2 separate regions of the Rattus norvegicus genome follow, and region 1 is linked to region 2. Evidence: chromatin contacts called from public Hi-C data. All regions are on one chromosome and are shown on one strand. Each heading gives the region's core, a stretch centred on a gene start, on an enhancer-like site or on the middle of the called end of the contact. The rest is flanking DNA. Distances are from core to core; before and after follow the strand shown. Region 1 has its middle 100 kb from the start of RGD1596092. Region 2 holds the start of Jarid2 (jumonji and AT-rich interaction domain containing 2).

Region 1 (7,330 bases), core at 2,381-4,880, 500 kb before region 2:
AGGCCATGATGTGAGCAGCTTTGCTCTACTGTGTAGTCACGCCCTCTGCCATGATGTTTGACCTGGTCTCAGACCCAAGCAACCATGGCCTGAGAGCATGAACCAAACACATCTTTTCTTCTTCCACTGGGCCAGCCAATCCAGGTGAACCTGTGCATTCTGGGTTCAGAGAGAGGCCCCGTCTCAAAAAATAAGGAGACCTGCATGAAAAAGACATGTACGCAACTCCCTACCCCCCACATTCTCTCAAGGGGGTGGGGGGAGAAAGAATTAAAAAAAAAAAAAACATTGTTAAGAATCTGAAACTCGGGGCTGGAGAGATGACGCATTGACTAAGAGCACTGACTGCTCTTCCAGAGGACCTGAGTTCAATTCCCAGCAACCACATGGTGGCTCACAGCCATCTGTAATGGGGTCTGATGCCCTCTTCTGGTGTGTCTGAAGACAGTGACAGTGTACTCATATTCATAAAATTAATAAATAAATCTTTTTTAAAAAGCTGAAACTCTTCAGAAAGTTAATAATATTAATTAATTGGTGCTATACAAAATGTAAACTTGACAGAGCTTATGACAAACTCTTCAGAAAGCGTTCCAGAGCCCTATTCCTGCCTCCAGAACATTCACCTGAGCCACCATGCTGAACCCTCCTGAGGGCACATACACCCATTGTTAGCAAGTATTAAGATTTTTTTTTTTTTTTGGTTTTGTTTGTTTGGTTTTTTTGTTGTGAGGAAAGAGACAATAGTTCTTTTCCAACTCTGTCTCTTGAAACTCCAACCGAGAAAGCCTTTGAGACACTCAGGCTCTGTTTCCTTCTCTGCTGAGAAGAGAAATAGTGGGAAAAACCCTAACAGCTACCTCAAAAAGACGCTCAGCTGCTCACGCGTTCACGGTGCGCCTTGCTCAGCTGGGCAGTGGGGGAGAAGGGGGAGGTGACATGACGCAGGGGCAGGAATCAGTGAAAGCACTTGCCATCAGATTGAAATCCTGTACAGCACAGATTAGTGGTGCTGTCCCTAACTAAGCACATCTCTAGTCCTGGGATGCCTCCATGAAATTACTTGAATTAACATGAATGTGGTATCAGCGGTATGGAAATATCTATCCTATTTTAAACATTGAGAGCCCCTCTTTTTAAAAACAGAGAAGGGAGGAGGGAAGGATGAAAATTATCTTAATAACAGTACGAAGTCTTCACAAAGTCTGAGTGGAAATGGAAGAGGATGAAGGGGAACCCTGGCATAGCGTCTGTCTGTCTGAACACAGTCTGTCCTGCTTGGCTTCCTGTGAGGTGGACTCGTAACAGGTTAGATTAGCCTTAGTAGCTGATATGGTGACGGCTTCTCTGATAATAAACAAGGAGTTGCCCACCTGGCCACCCAACTCGGTTTGCATTACGCCCTTGCGTTTCCTGTACGTTGGCCTTGGGTACCTCTGTCATCACCTTATACCAGACTCGGGGTTTGTTTGATTAGGAGCCCCAGTACATTCTTCACGATGAGCTCCGGATTCCCTAACTTAATTTCCTGTTCAAGTCATTTTCACCGAGTTATACCTTCATCTGCACATTCTTGCAAATGTATGACTTAAGCTCCCAGAGAGACTGTCAAATTCCATTAGAAGGGAATCCTGCCTTGACTCTACGAGTATTTACCAAGAGAGCCTGTATGGTGATTTGACCCATAGGGAATGGCACTGTTAGGAGGTGTGCCCTTGTTGGACTAGGTGTGGCTTTTTTGGAGGACGTGCATCCCTAGCAGGTAAGCTTTGGGGTCTCAGAAACTCAAGCCGATTCTCTTCTTGCTGCCTGCAGATCAAGATGGAGAAGTCTCATCTACCTCTCTAGCACCATGTCTGCCTGTGAACCACCATGCTCCCCACCATGACAAAAATGGACTAAACTCCCGAAACTGTTAGCCAGTCCCAATTAAATGTTCTTTCTTTAGAAGAGTTGCTATGGCCATGGTGTCTCTTCCCAGCAAAAGAACCCTAACTAAGACAGCCTGCTACATATGGCAGAAGGTGTCTGTGCAGAAACAAAAGGGGATTCAGGTAGGGAATTTAATTGTCGCAGAATGGGGACCCCCCACACTAGGCTCAGAGCGGGCAGATCATGCTCTGGGTCCTGCAGCACTGAGGGTTCCAGGGAAGAGACAAACGCTTACAGGATTCACCTCTCTGCTACTGATGTCTACTTGCCCTGACACTGCCTTTGGCAGAAACTTCCAGAGCCTTCCCTTCTTTGACATCCAGAGAACCAAACTCTCGGTTTGTGCCCATAACCTATACCACTAACAGAGGTGATGCTGCAGCTTTTGATTGGATAGGGCCCGACTAATTACAGTAGTGATGATGATGATGATGACGACGACGACGACGACGATGATGTAAGTTGAGACAGAAATGTGACTGGAAATACAAACAAAGCAATGGCTCTTCAAGTTGGGCTTCTTGCTTCTGCCTCCCGGTCCCCTGTGCCCAGCTGAGCCTCACTGCCAGCTTGGAGCAGCAGCAGCAGCAGTTTGATGCCAGTTTCTCGCGGGGTTGCCACACTCCCTGACGCGTGCCATCCAGCCTAATCTACTCGAGCTGTATCGAAATGAAAAATGAACAGGAGGTAGATCTTGCTGCTAAAACATATGTGTCAGAAAATCATTATGAGTATTAAATTACAGCAATAAAACGAACCAGAACTAATCTTGCAAATTAAGATCCAATAAATTCTTTTTTCATGGACATACCTTTTCTCTTAAAAAAAAAAAAAGAAAGAAAGAAAGAAAGAAAGAAAAGAAAAGAAAAAAATCGCAAAATAAAATTGAGACCAGCTGCGTGAAAAGCTGAGTCTACGGCTTTGGCAGACGGAATTGGGAAGAGGTATGAAACCTGCCTTTTCAATGTGATAAATGGGCGTGTATTCTTGAGGGCAGGGGCGGAGGCTGACTAGCGGACAGCTATTGCCCCTGTGCCAGATGCTATAATGATCGGATTTTACACTGAGGTACCTATGTGGTTTTGGTGTTCAGTTTATTCATACGTGTTCCCGCCCCTCTCCTCGGCCCCTCCCCCTGCGCGCCCCCCTCCCCCCTTTGCTCCTTGGCTGGGGTCCTGCTGACATAAGAAACTAGTACATTGCTGATAACCTCTTATTTTGGAAGAGAGGACGCTGCCGTTCAAATTAAATCTGAAGCTATAAACAAGCCTTTGGAGAGTTGCCTGCTCCCTGGAATAACAGGATAACGCGCTCCCCGCCCCCCCACCCTGCGGGAGAAAAGAGACTGTAATTAGTTCATTGTCCGCCAATGGGCACAAAGGGCGCAATGCCCCGCACTGGGCTCCCTTTCAAGGCAAGATCTCCGGGCAGATGTTAATTAAGTGAGTAACTTCTATGGTCTCCTGGAAACGGCTCCCCTTCCAAAAGGGGACATTGAGGAAAGGGTGTGTGCCCTGACCAAGAACATACAGAAAGAGTCCCGGAAGAAGAAGAGAAACGAAACAAAACAAAACAAACAAACAAACAAAAAAACCCAGGATTCATCTCCCCGCTGTCAGCCCTCCTGCTGCTGGCACTGGCAGAACGTTCCAGAGCCGTTCTTCGACGCTTGCCGAACCAAACTATTTATAGCCGCGCAATCATTATAAATAAATCTGTTTGTGCCGCGTGGCGCCTTGGCCCCGCATGAGTTAAAACTCTCGGCTGGCAGCTATAAATAGCTGTTACACGCTCCAGTGTGACGACTGACGGGTACGTCCTCAAATTGTGACAAATAATGACAAGTTTGTTTGACAAACATTCCGCTGACATTCATCTGATTTTGAATAAATGGTGCCGCTTTCTTAATTTGGTCCCTGAGGCCCGGGATCTGGGAGACTTTCTTTCTTCTCCCTCCCTCACCTCCTGCCCGGGAACTGTCCTGCAGTCCGAGGTTGTTTTCTCCCCCTAATCAACTGGAAGGGATTGAGGCCATTTAGGGGGAAGCTTATTAAATCCATCATTTGTCTCCTGGGACAGTTCTGCTGTAGGGGCTTTGCAAGGGTCTGGGGAGTTTTGTTAATGACATGAGTGCCAGAGGGAGACAGAAGGGAATGAGAGGGCCAGGCTGGGGTGTTGGGCAATGCAAGATACAATAGGAAGACGAAGTGAAATTGAACCCAAAAAGTTGAGTTCTCGGGCTTCAAGGAGGATCCGAGAAATACATGTTCTGGAAGCCTCTTAAAAGGAAACAGGGAAAGATGGGTGTGTGGGCAGAGGGACTCACAGCCTGGTGCCCCTGGGGAGTTGTCTAGGACTAGGTTGAGGTCCCCAGAGCCTGAGGTCCCTTCTCTAGGTCAGCTGGTGTTAACATGCATCCTGTGTTACACAGGATCTTAAAATACACGCAGACTGTCTATTGTAACGAGGTCCTTATGCTGGGAGAGCTGGGATGAACTAAACTTCCACATCCAGGGCTCCATGTTCATCAACCATCGGGTGGCTTACTGCCTTTAAAGCCCTTCAAACCGTCCTGTCTGGGGCTAGCACCCTCTCTCTCTGTACTAACTCTGTGTATAACCCCATGCATGTTCTTTGAATGTGTGTGTATATATGTTATGTGCATGTGAGTGTGTGTGTGTGTGTGTGTGTGTGTGTGTGTGAGTAGATGTGTATGTGTATTGTGGGGGGGAGCGTATGTATGTGTGTCTGAGTGTGTATGTGTATGTGTGTGTATGTTTGTGTGTGTGAGTTTATGTGTGAGTGTGAATGTGTGTGGTTGTATGTGAGAGTGTGTGTATGTGAGTGTATCGTGAGTGTGTATAAGAGTATGTGTGAATGAGTATATGTGTGAGTGTGAGTGTGTATGTGATCGTGTGTACTTATGTGTGTATGTGTATGTGAGTGTGTATGTGTGTATGTGAGTGTATGTGTGAGTGTGTATATGTGTGAGTGTGTGTACGTACGTGCATGTGTGACTGTGAGTATGTGCATGTGACTGTGTGTGATTATGTATGTATGTGTATGTGAGAGTGTGTGTGAGTATGTACGTGAGTGTATGTGTGAGTATGTGCATGTGTGAGCATGAGACTATGTGTGTGTATATGTGTGCAGGGGCACATGCATAAGATAATGCATACGTACATAAAGAGTAGAAGACCCTCTTGGGAGCTGTCAATGTTGGGTTTTGTCTTGTTATTTGCTTGTTTGGTTTGGTTTTGAGACAGAGTCTCTCTCTGGTCTGTAACTGACCAAGTAGGTAAGACCAGTGGCCAGTGAGCCCAGGATCTCCCTGTCTCTGCCTCCCCAGGGCTGGGATTACAAGTGCATATCATCACGCCCCACGAATTTTACTGTGGGTGTTGGGGACTAGATTCAGATCTCCATGCCTACGAGACAAGTACATTCCTAACTAAACTAGCATCTGAGCCCTCCCTTTTCTGGTCTGTCCTCCATAAAGCTTTCGCCATCTTTTCAACACTCGACTCTAACCACAAAGCTGCTGTCCCCTGCTTAGCTCCTTCCTGGCCTGAGATGGGACTGCAGAAAGGGGACCTTGCTCTCAGAGCCCTCTTGAGCCTGTTCGATGTTACTATGACAAAACACCAAGGTCAAGGAATGCACATGTAAAGAGCTTTACTTTTCTCATAGCTTTGGGGGCTGAAAGGGGTGACAGTGGCTGCCTACACCACAGCATGAAGGTGGTGTCTCGATGGGAATGTGTGCGAGGCAGATGGTGGCAAAACAACAGGCAAGAGAGTTCCTGTGAGGCTCACTGCTTTACAACCATCCACTCTTGGGGAAAGTAACTAAGCCCTAAGAGAACTACATCAATCTCTTCCTAGGGTAGTGCCCCAGTGACCTGGTTACCTCCCACTAGATCCCATCTCTGAAAGGTCTATTGCACTGAGGGTCAAGCTGTCAGCACACAAAACTTTGGGGAACATCCTCAAATCATATCCAAACCACCGTTGTGTCCTACAAGGGCAAGACAAGGCAGAGCCTTAAGTTGTATGCCCTAGTTCCCCTTGCTTACCTCATTGTCTTACCTGCTTCTCCTGAGGTAACTTCCACATCCCACTGGTCTCCATCTGCCTAAATTATTGCAGATTCAATGCTCTGGTCAGCCAAGCCTTAAATGATCAGCTCTATCCTCTTACATAGGACAAATCTATGCTCTGCCTCACAGTGAGTTCCTCCCTCACCTCAGAGTGTGTGCCCTCAGATGACCCGGTCCCTTTCTGTGTCCAGACTGGCTTTCTGGACCCCTAGTGAATGCCTGTGGAAGCCAAGGTTTCCACAAAGCTGGCCCAAGCCAGCTGCCTGCATCTCCCCTGGATCCCTGCCCTCTTATCCCTGGCTTCCTCTTAGCACCAGCCTGTCTTAATCTTGCCTTGCAGAGAGATCTGTGAATTTGCTCATGTTTAATCCTCTTTCCCAGTGGTCAAGAGTGTACTCCTTTAATCAGTCTGGTACCATCTAGCCTGGTGTCTACCCAGGATAGGGTAATTGTGAGAGTCAACTTCCTAAAAATACCAGGAAACAAACAAATCGCCAACAGCAACAACAACAACAACAGCCAGGGCTGAAGAGACCGCTCAGCTGTCAAGCACTTTCTGCTCGCAAAGAGGACACACACTTGGTTACCAGCACCTACATGGCAGCTCACAGGAGACTTTAACTCTAGTTCCTGAGGCTCTGTCCCTAGGGTGTCTGAGGTCCCTTTCATGAGCTCATGACAGAACCCAGAACAGGGCAACATCAGAGCCCACGGAGGAGAAGCAGATGCAACGCGCTGACAAGCTAACCACCAAAGTGCAAAGCCACAAATTAAAAACTCCTTAAAGAGCCAAATCCTTGCTTAAAAGTTACAGGAGTTGGGGGGAGGACTCTGGCTCCCTTTGTGCATTTCCGTATTAGCACAGTCACACTTGGCCATGCAGATGTCAGTTCCAATAAACACCAGGGCTTTCCAGGGCCCCGGCCTCTAATTGAAGGGATTGTTACTGTTGGTGAATGGCTGGGGAATTAATTAGTGGAGAGCAAACCAGTTCATAAATGCCTGCTTTGTAAGGGGTCCTCACGTCCTGGGGACCTCGACTCCTGTGGCCAGCTCTGTCCTAGGAACCCGTGCCAGCAAATGGTATTTATCACCCTTATCGGCCTCACCTGGAGATGGGCTTCCCCGCGCGCGCGCGCGCGCGCGCCGTATGCACCACCAGGTTTGTTTCTTCCGGGGGCCCAGCAGGCATTGTGGGAAAAACTCCCTCGGATCTTCTGGCTCTCACTCCCACAGGCTGACTGAGTTTTGAAAACAGGCTTCATTTGCAAGTCAGAGATGGAAACAAGAGCGCAGGCT
Region 2 (7,211 bases), core at 4,379-6,878:
ATCGCTTGCCTCTTTTGTTGGAAACGAAAGTGTTCATTACTACTGCACACTCTAAGAACACTTTTCTTTCCAGCTACACCTAGTAATATTTTATGGGATAATGTTTCTTAAATCACAGTTTGGAGAACATAAGAGTGTTGATCTACACAAAGCTGGTGGAACAGAATGCGTGACCTTTAAAAAAAATCAGATCTAGGTGGCAGTGGTGGTTACCCTCATTTATTTCCAGTACTCAGGAGGCAGAAGCAGGCAGATTTCTGTGAGTTTAAGGCCAGCCTGGTCTGCAAAGCAAGTTCCAGGATAGCCAGGGGTACACAACAAAACTGTCTCAAAACCCAACCAACTGGATAGGGCTGGAGAGACTGCTCAGCGGTTAAGAGCACTGGCTGCTCCTCCAGAGGTCCTTAGTTTAATTCCTAGCAACCATGTGGTGGCTCACAACCATCTGTAATGAGATCTGATGCCCTCTTCTGGTGTGTCTGAAGATGACAGTGGACTCAGATACAAAAAATAAAACCTTAAAAACAAAACAAAACCCAACATAATAAAACAACATAACCCCCACCTCCACCCTGCAACACAAACAAAAACCAATCCAAAACAGAAAAACACACTTAAATGCTTCATTTTATATTGAAGCGGGGAAGTTGGTAAAGTTTACTTTCATTTATGTTGTTTATGTGTTACATTATGTTATATATTTTTTTTAAATCTGCCAGCTTTTGCCTCCTGAGAGGTGAGATTAAAGATGTTCACTACAGTGTCCTTCCTTGCTGTTGAAGTGCTTTAAAAAGTATACAAAGATATTCAAATGAAAAGTTAGGCCTTTAATCCCAGCACAAAGGCAGGTAGAACTTTGAATTCCAGGCCAGCCTACATAGCAAATTCCAGGCCAGCCAGGGCTACACATTGAGACCCAACCTGGGAGTGTCTGGGGAGGGGGGAGAGGAAGAACTCAATTGATGCGCTAGGCAACTGGTAACAGGCAAGAGGCCTGCCCTAACAATTCTTACACAGCAGTTTGCATTTAAGCCTGTTTGGGGCCAGCAAACAGCACAAGGTCGTTAGAATTAGACCAGGTGAGATCCGGAGAAGCCGTTGGTGATAACTGAATTAAGCCCTTTCATCTTATAGATGATACACACCTGACATCCAGATGGGCTGAAGGATCAGGTGTGGTAGGGCTGCCTTCTATCACAGCAACTGAGAGACAGAGGCAGGTGGATCTTTGTGAGTTGCAGGCCAGCTATGTAGAGACACCTGATTCGTGTTGATTCAACCATTTGCCTAAGGTTTGTCTCAATATGAGGAGATCATGGGTCCTTGAACTTTTTGATATAATTAAGGATAAGATACGAAAGTAACACAATCAGGACATATAGTAGAACTAAAATGTTAAGCTCAAAAGCTTTATCAAGGAGCCTCTGAGATGGTTTAGGGGATAAAAGTGCTTGCCATCAAATTTTATCCGAGTTCAGTTCTCTCTCCACAGGACTCACGTGTTGGAGGGAAGGAACGGACTTTTGAAGATTGCTCTCCAATTCATTCACATCCACACATAAATAATTAAAATGTGGTCAAAGAAAAGTAGGAACTCGATACAGTCTGGGTTACACAGAGACTCTCAAAAAAAAAGGGGGGGGGAGTGGGTGTGGAAGTGGGGAGATGCTTGGATGGCTTTAAGTGCTCTTCAAACCACCACACTTTATTTCCCGGGCTCCATGACAGGTGGTTCATAACCTTTAATGACTCCAGTTCCAGGGAATCCTATGCGTTTGGCCTCTGTGGCATCCACACATGCAACCCTGAAAACATTTAAACAGATTGTTTTTTTGTTTTTTTTAAAGAAGTAGCTGAAATATCAAGGGACATTCAGGAATGAGTAGGTTAAGCAGTCAGGCTTAACTGAGCACTGTATGATACTAAAATGGATCTTGTTAATACAAAAGTAAAAATAGCTGTGCCAAAAGTGGGACTGGGAGATGATCATAGCTGCTTAATTGTCTGTCAATAGCCTAAATGTTGGCCATTGGAGCTTGTTTGAGATATTAAAAAATGAGGGCTGGGGATTTAGCTCAGTGGTAGAGTGCTTACCTAGGAAGCGCAAGGCCCTGGGTTCGGTCCCCAGCTCCGAAAAAAAGAACCAAAAAAAAAAAAAAAAAAAAAAAAAGACACCTTTTCAACTCTATCAAGTTCCTGAGGCTCAGAAGAGAATACAAAACATTATGGCTTGGTGGCACTGGCTTTTAATTCCCTCACCCGGGAGGCAGAGCCCTGCTAATTTCTGAGTTCAAGAGAAAGGAAGAAAAATAGACAGTATTACCACTGACCCTTGAAATTTTTCTTCTTTTTTTTTTTTCCCCGGAGCTGGGGACTGAACCCAGGGCCTTGTGCTTGCTAGGCAAGCGCTCTAGCGCTGAGCTAAATCCCCAACCCCTTCTTTTTTTTTTTTTTAAAGATCGTCTCATGTGGGGTTGGGGATTTAGCTCAGTGGTAGAGCGCTTGCCTAGCAAACGCAAGGCCCTGGGTTCGGTCCCCAGCTCCGAAAAAAAGAAAAAAGAAGAAAAAAAAAAAAGATTGTCTCATGTATTCTAGGCTGCCCTTTACCTCCAGATTGTCCTGTAGCCACTACCTGGGGAGAATCAGGAGTATGGGCTTGCATTTACCAGGTCCTGTGATGTGCTAATTTAGAGAGGATTCTGTATCCTCATAGAGAAGGACAGAACTTGCATGTGGTCCAGAGGAATCCACTCCTAGTTCTTTTACGAGTTAAAAATCATCACAAGAGGGGTTGGGGATTTAGCTCAGTGGTAGAGTGCTTGCCTAGGAAGCGCAAGGCGCTGGGTTCGGTCCCCAGCTCCGAAAAAAAGAACCAAAAAAAAAAAAAAAATCATCACAAGAAAAAGCAAATTAGACCTCCAAAAAAATAAAAAAAAAAAGGGGGAAACAAACGTAATATTTGGCCTGGCCTGGGTGGTGGGGGATAGTAGTCATCAGGAGATAGTCACTCCCACAGCAGGGAAGACTTTAAACCACAAAGGACAATCCATTTTCCTTTACAAGGAAAACAACACTAGCATTATCTAAGCCCTTATGGAAATGAGCAAATTCCTCCTCTATAACCCCTTAGGCCTCCACTACACTAACAGAATGGTTTCTCCTACTGCCTGTGACTAGGAGTTGGTAAGTCTGGCAGGAGACTTCGCAGGCCCAGGACTGAGGACCCCAACTTGGCCCACAAGAAACCTACAAGAAACTCACCTTTGTTCTTTAATAATTGCCTGGGTCTGACAGACATGACATGAAATTTACGCAGAGCTGTTTAAAATCATAACGATGTGGAGAAAGCAGACACCTCTAGTGAGCAGGTTATAATGAACAGAATGGGTTTGGAAATCACCTTGTGGCAAGACGACTATAAAGTTACTTGGGTGGTCAAAACCCAACTGTAAAAGAGAATGCATTCGACCATTCCGACCAAATGGAAACAATGTACAATTTGTGCAACATTTAGGACACACGGGCAGTTAATTTTTTTCCGGATTGTAAAATGAACGTGTTTTAGAAACTTAAAAAAAAAAAGACTAATAATGAGGTATGTATATATTTTTAAGTAAGGGAGTCATGTCAACGCATAAAAGAGTCCAGTTACCTGCCTGGTTCTAAACTAGGTTTTTGTTACTTTAGAATCCTCGTAAGCTTTGGCCAGAGTCAACTTGTAGATGTGGAAACTGTGAGAAGCTTCGGAAAGCCATTGCTTACTTGTCTGAAGTGGTCACTGTGCCATTTGAACCCATAGGTGTTAACTCGCTTTTTTGGAACTTTCTAGACACCACGACTGTTGCAACTAATACGCAGTGGTCGTGACTCGAGTGCTGAACTGCCGGGAACCGGAGGAAGAATACAATGTGCATGCAGGTGGAGGGGAGAGGCTCCAGCCTTTTCGTTTTTTCCTGAGGCTAGCCAGTCAGATTTGAAAAACAGGACCTTGAAGACCATAGGTTAGAACCAGGAAATTAGCGCAGAAGCTGCCGTGAGACTTGATAAAGTTACTGCGAGTGCGAATGCCCCAGAGAGCGACAGCAGGGCCTGCGATCCATTGATCTGAGCGACTGGCGAGCCTGGGCAGGGGCTGGGGCAGGTAAGGCTGTGGGGCACAGACCGTTGGTCTTTTGGGCACTCAGTGTTCGAGACGTTTCCTTACGGTCGGCCTGTGTGTGGTTCGGTCTCCATATTCCGCGGATGTTTTCACCTCAGCGTTTGAGTCTCACTCGCGGACAGCCCTAGTCTTGAGGGTAAAGACCCCCTTAACCGTCTTCAGAGACGGCGGGGCTTCACCTCCGAGCCACCAGCGCTGGCCTAGTGTCGCGCCGGCCGGAGATACGCGGGCTGGCGACCACGAGGCCGCGTGCCTAGCCCAGAGGCTGCCCTCCCTTCCGCTCCGCGCGTGGGCTCGCGTGCGGCCGCCGGCCGGCGTTAAGCCGTGACCTCGGACCACCCCGGCCGGCCGCGCGGCGTTTGCTCGGCACACGGGCGCTGTCCTGAGGTGACACCGCCTGCAACGGCAGAAGCAGCAGACGCCGCCGATCAGCGAGTTCGCACCGAGGATTCCTCTTGGTGCGTGGCCCAGTTTTTTTTTTTTTTTTTTTTTGCTTAGGACCCGCTCCAAGCCCTCGCTGACACCGCCCCCCGCGCCGCCACGCTCCGAGGCCTTCCCCGGGGAAGCCTGGCGGCTTTCCCTCGCGGGCCCGCGGCGCGCTCTCGCGCGCGATTCCTCGATTCCACAGGCGGTTCGCGCCCGGGGTGGGGGCGGGGCGCGCGGGGCCGGGCCGGCGGCCCGCGGGGAGGGGACTGGGGGCGGGCCGGCGTGGGGAGTTCCTCGCTCCCGGACCACACGCTCCGCGGGCCAATCCCGAGCCACCCTCTAGCAGTGTCGCACGCGGGACACGTCCAAGCGTTTGTTGGCAGGGCTGGGGAAGGGGGAGGGGGAGACCTCAGGGAAGGGAGTTGAGTGACAGGAGGTGTGGGGCACGCTGGGAATTGTAGTTCTTAGCTTCCGTGGCCATAGCCATTTTGTAGTCAAGGGACTACAACTTCCAGAAGATCAAGGGGACTATTCTAAGGTGCCCCGGGAATAGGCGGCTCTCCCCCGGGCCGGGCGTCCTGGGGCAGTGGTACCCTGCTGCCCGGCTGCAGGTAGACGTGAGGGCAGTGGCGAAGGCTTGCATGCGGCGACTGTTGGGTGAGCGGACTGCCGGGGGGAAAGGGGCTGAGGTGGAGCGACCGAGCGTGCCATGCATTGAGCTAGGGAGCCTCTCTCAATTCCAGGACTGGGCTCGGCATGGGAGAGGCGCCTGACGGGCGGCCCGCAAAGGATTCGCTGAGGCCTCTCCGGGGTCTCGTCGACGGGGCTGCGGGAGTTCTCTGCACTGGGCCAGGGTTTGTGGGCAAAGGGTAGGCAGGCGTGCGGGGGCTCAGCTGTGGGAGTTTTCGGCTGGCGAGAGATGGCGAATTAGCCGAGGAGCCCTAACTTGTATAAAAGCAGAGTCCATTTAAAGTTGGGCTGGATAGCCTCTCTCTCATTGGTTAGGGGGCTTGGAAAAAAGAGACTCGGCGAGCCCTCCGCTGTGGTGCTGCCGCCGCCGCCGCCGCCGCTGGAGTTGACTCTTCTGCTCGCACTGCTGCTGCAGCACAAACGTGACTTCCAACGTTTTAAATTTATCTTTCCTTTTTCTTTTTCAAGATGTAACTACAGATCAGATGCTAAGGACCTTCACGTTTCGCTGATGTAGTTTTTGGAAGAAAAAGGGGGGGAGTGAAGGGCGTCGGTTTTTTTTTCTTTTTTTCTTTTTTTTTGTGTCTGTTGTATGTTTCGGGGGAAATTTTCCATTATGAGTGTTTTACTAAAGTGAATTTTTCTTGTTTGCTTCGTTCGTCTTTGGCTCTTTTTATTTTTTTTCTTTTATCCTTCTCAATTTCGGATTTATTTCAAGGCGAATCTGGCTTTGGGGGAAGAGGAAGAAAAGTCGGATTACAAGATCAACCACCACCACCAACAATAAAAACCACCAGGATATTTTTTTGCAAATTTCTGACGGCTTTAAATTCATGAAGCAATTGTCCCCTTTTGCAATCAGCATTTGGATCTCAGAATGAGCAAGGAAAGACCCAAGAGGAATATCATTCAGAAGAAATACGTAAGTGCTCCTAACAACACATCCTTTGGCTTGCAGTTTTAAGCGATGGCTGTGAATGTCAAGTTTATAGATAATTCTGCAGCTGAAAGGTTCTAAACGTAGCGTCCGATAAGGCTCTTTCTTTTTCCGAAAGGGCTTTTCAGGCAAAGTCGTGTCTGCCTAGTTTGGTTGAGAAAACAGACTGGTGTACAGATACCTCAAGTATATAAATTGACCTCGAATGACACAACGTTAATGTACTTTAGATGAAAGGCAAGGGGTTTTGGTGGAGGTTGGGGTTCTGTGTGTGTGTGTGTGGGGGGGGGGGGCTGCAGTGATCTAACTGCATTCTCGGGAGGATTTGGCCCCATATTGCACTTTGCATACAAATGAGCCGGTTATTAGTGTTATTTGGAAAATCGTGTAAGGTGTGTGTGTTGGAAGCTCTTTAAGTTGCAATTCAGAGTACGATTATGGCGATCTTGCACATTTAATATATGTGGCCGTTTTTGGCTTATCTAGTTTGCAACATAACCCAGTTGGGAATTATGTTACAGGGAATGCATTTATTGGTATTGACTTTTATAAAGAGGCTGGTTTTGATTCTAAAAAGAAATCATGGTTTCTAGTTTGAGGGGGAAAACATAGCTCATGTAAAAGTGTATGTGTTTGAGTGAGTGCAACTGTTAGTACGAATAATTTCGTCCTGTAAACTGGGTTTCTGAAATGGGTTGTAATGGTTACATTTGTTTTGTGCATAGTATAGCAGCGTTTTGCTTGGCATAGGGAGTGTTTTTGTTTTGTGTAGTGGCTTTTTTTTGGTAAGTTTGGGGGGAGGGAGTATAGAGGGGAATCGGGGGATTAACCAAATATGCACTCGAGTGATCCGGTGGTTAGCTACATATGCTTTAGAGCAAAGAACACATTTTCCTTTTTCCAGAAAAAAAGGGTCCTTGAAGGTACATAAAGAAAAATGCGACCTTATAAGAAAGTTTTATTTAACTAGGGTCGATAATTTGGTCTTAATGTTTTCCC

The links. Hi-C and Micro-C count contacts between places; a contact is called where the count stands out from the background.
Region 1: a Hi-C map of psoas muscle shows a contact between it and region 2, with 2.8 times the contacts expected there. The contact joins the enhancer-like site here to the promoter of Jarid2 in region 2. A contact is called at or near these places in 1 of 12 Hi-C or Micro-C datasets (psoas muscle) and 1 of 1 datasets of contacts at active chromatin or transcription factors (oligodendrocytes).

Annotation. Positions count from the first base shown.
Region 1 is chr17:20,660,986-20,668,315 of GRCr8, reverse strand. It overlaps the pseudogene LOC103694056. Among named protein-coding and RNA genes, the nearest start is that of RGD1596092, 100 kb to the left of the region's middle. Within about 2 kb of position 3,630, at least 18 of the 93 cell types and tissues checked have an H3K27ac peak or open chromatin away from gene starts, as enhancers often do.
Region 2 is chr17:20,160,387-20,167,597 of GRCr8, reverse strand. It overlaps Jarid2 (jumonji and AT-rich interaction domain containing 2), which reads left to right and starts at 5,628. Exons shown (of 18, transcript NM_001427247.1): 1 at 5,628-6,197. The coding sequence starts at 6,153. It overlaps Jarid2l1 (jumonji and AT-rich interaction domain containing 2 like 1), which reads right to left and starts at 5,300. Exons shown (of 3, transcript XM_063276985.1): 1 at 5,179-5,300; 2 at 3,262-4,922; 3 at 1,383-1,805. The coding sequence starts at 5,300. The coding sequence ends at 4,268.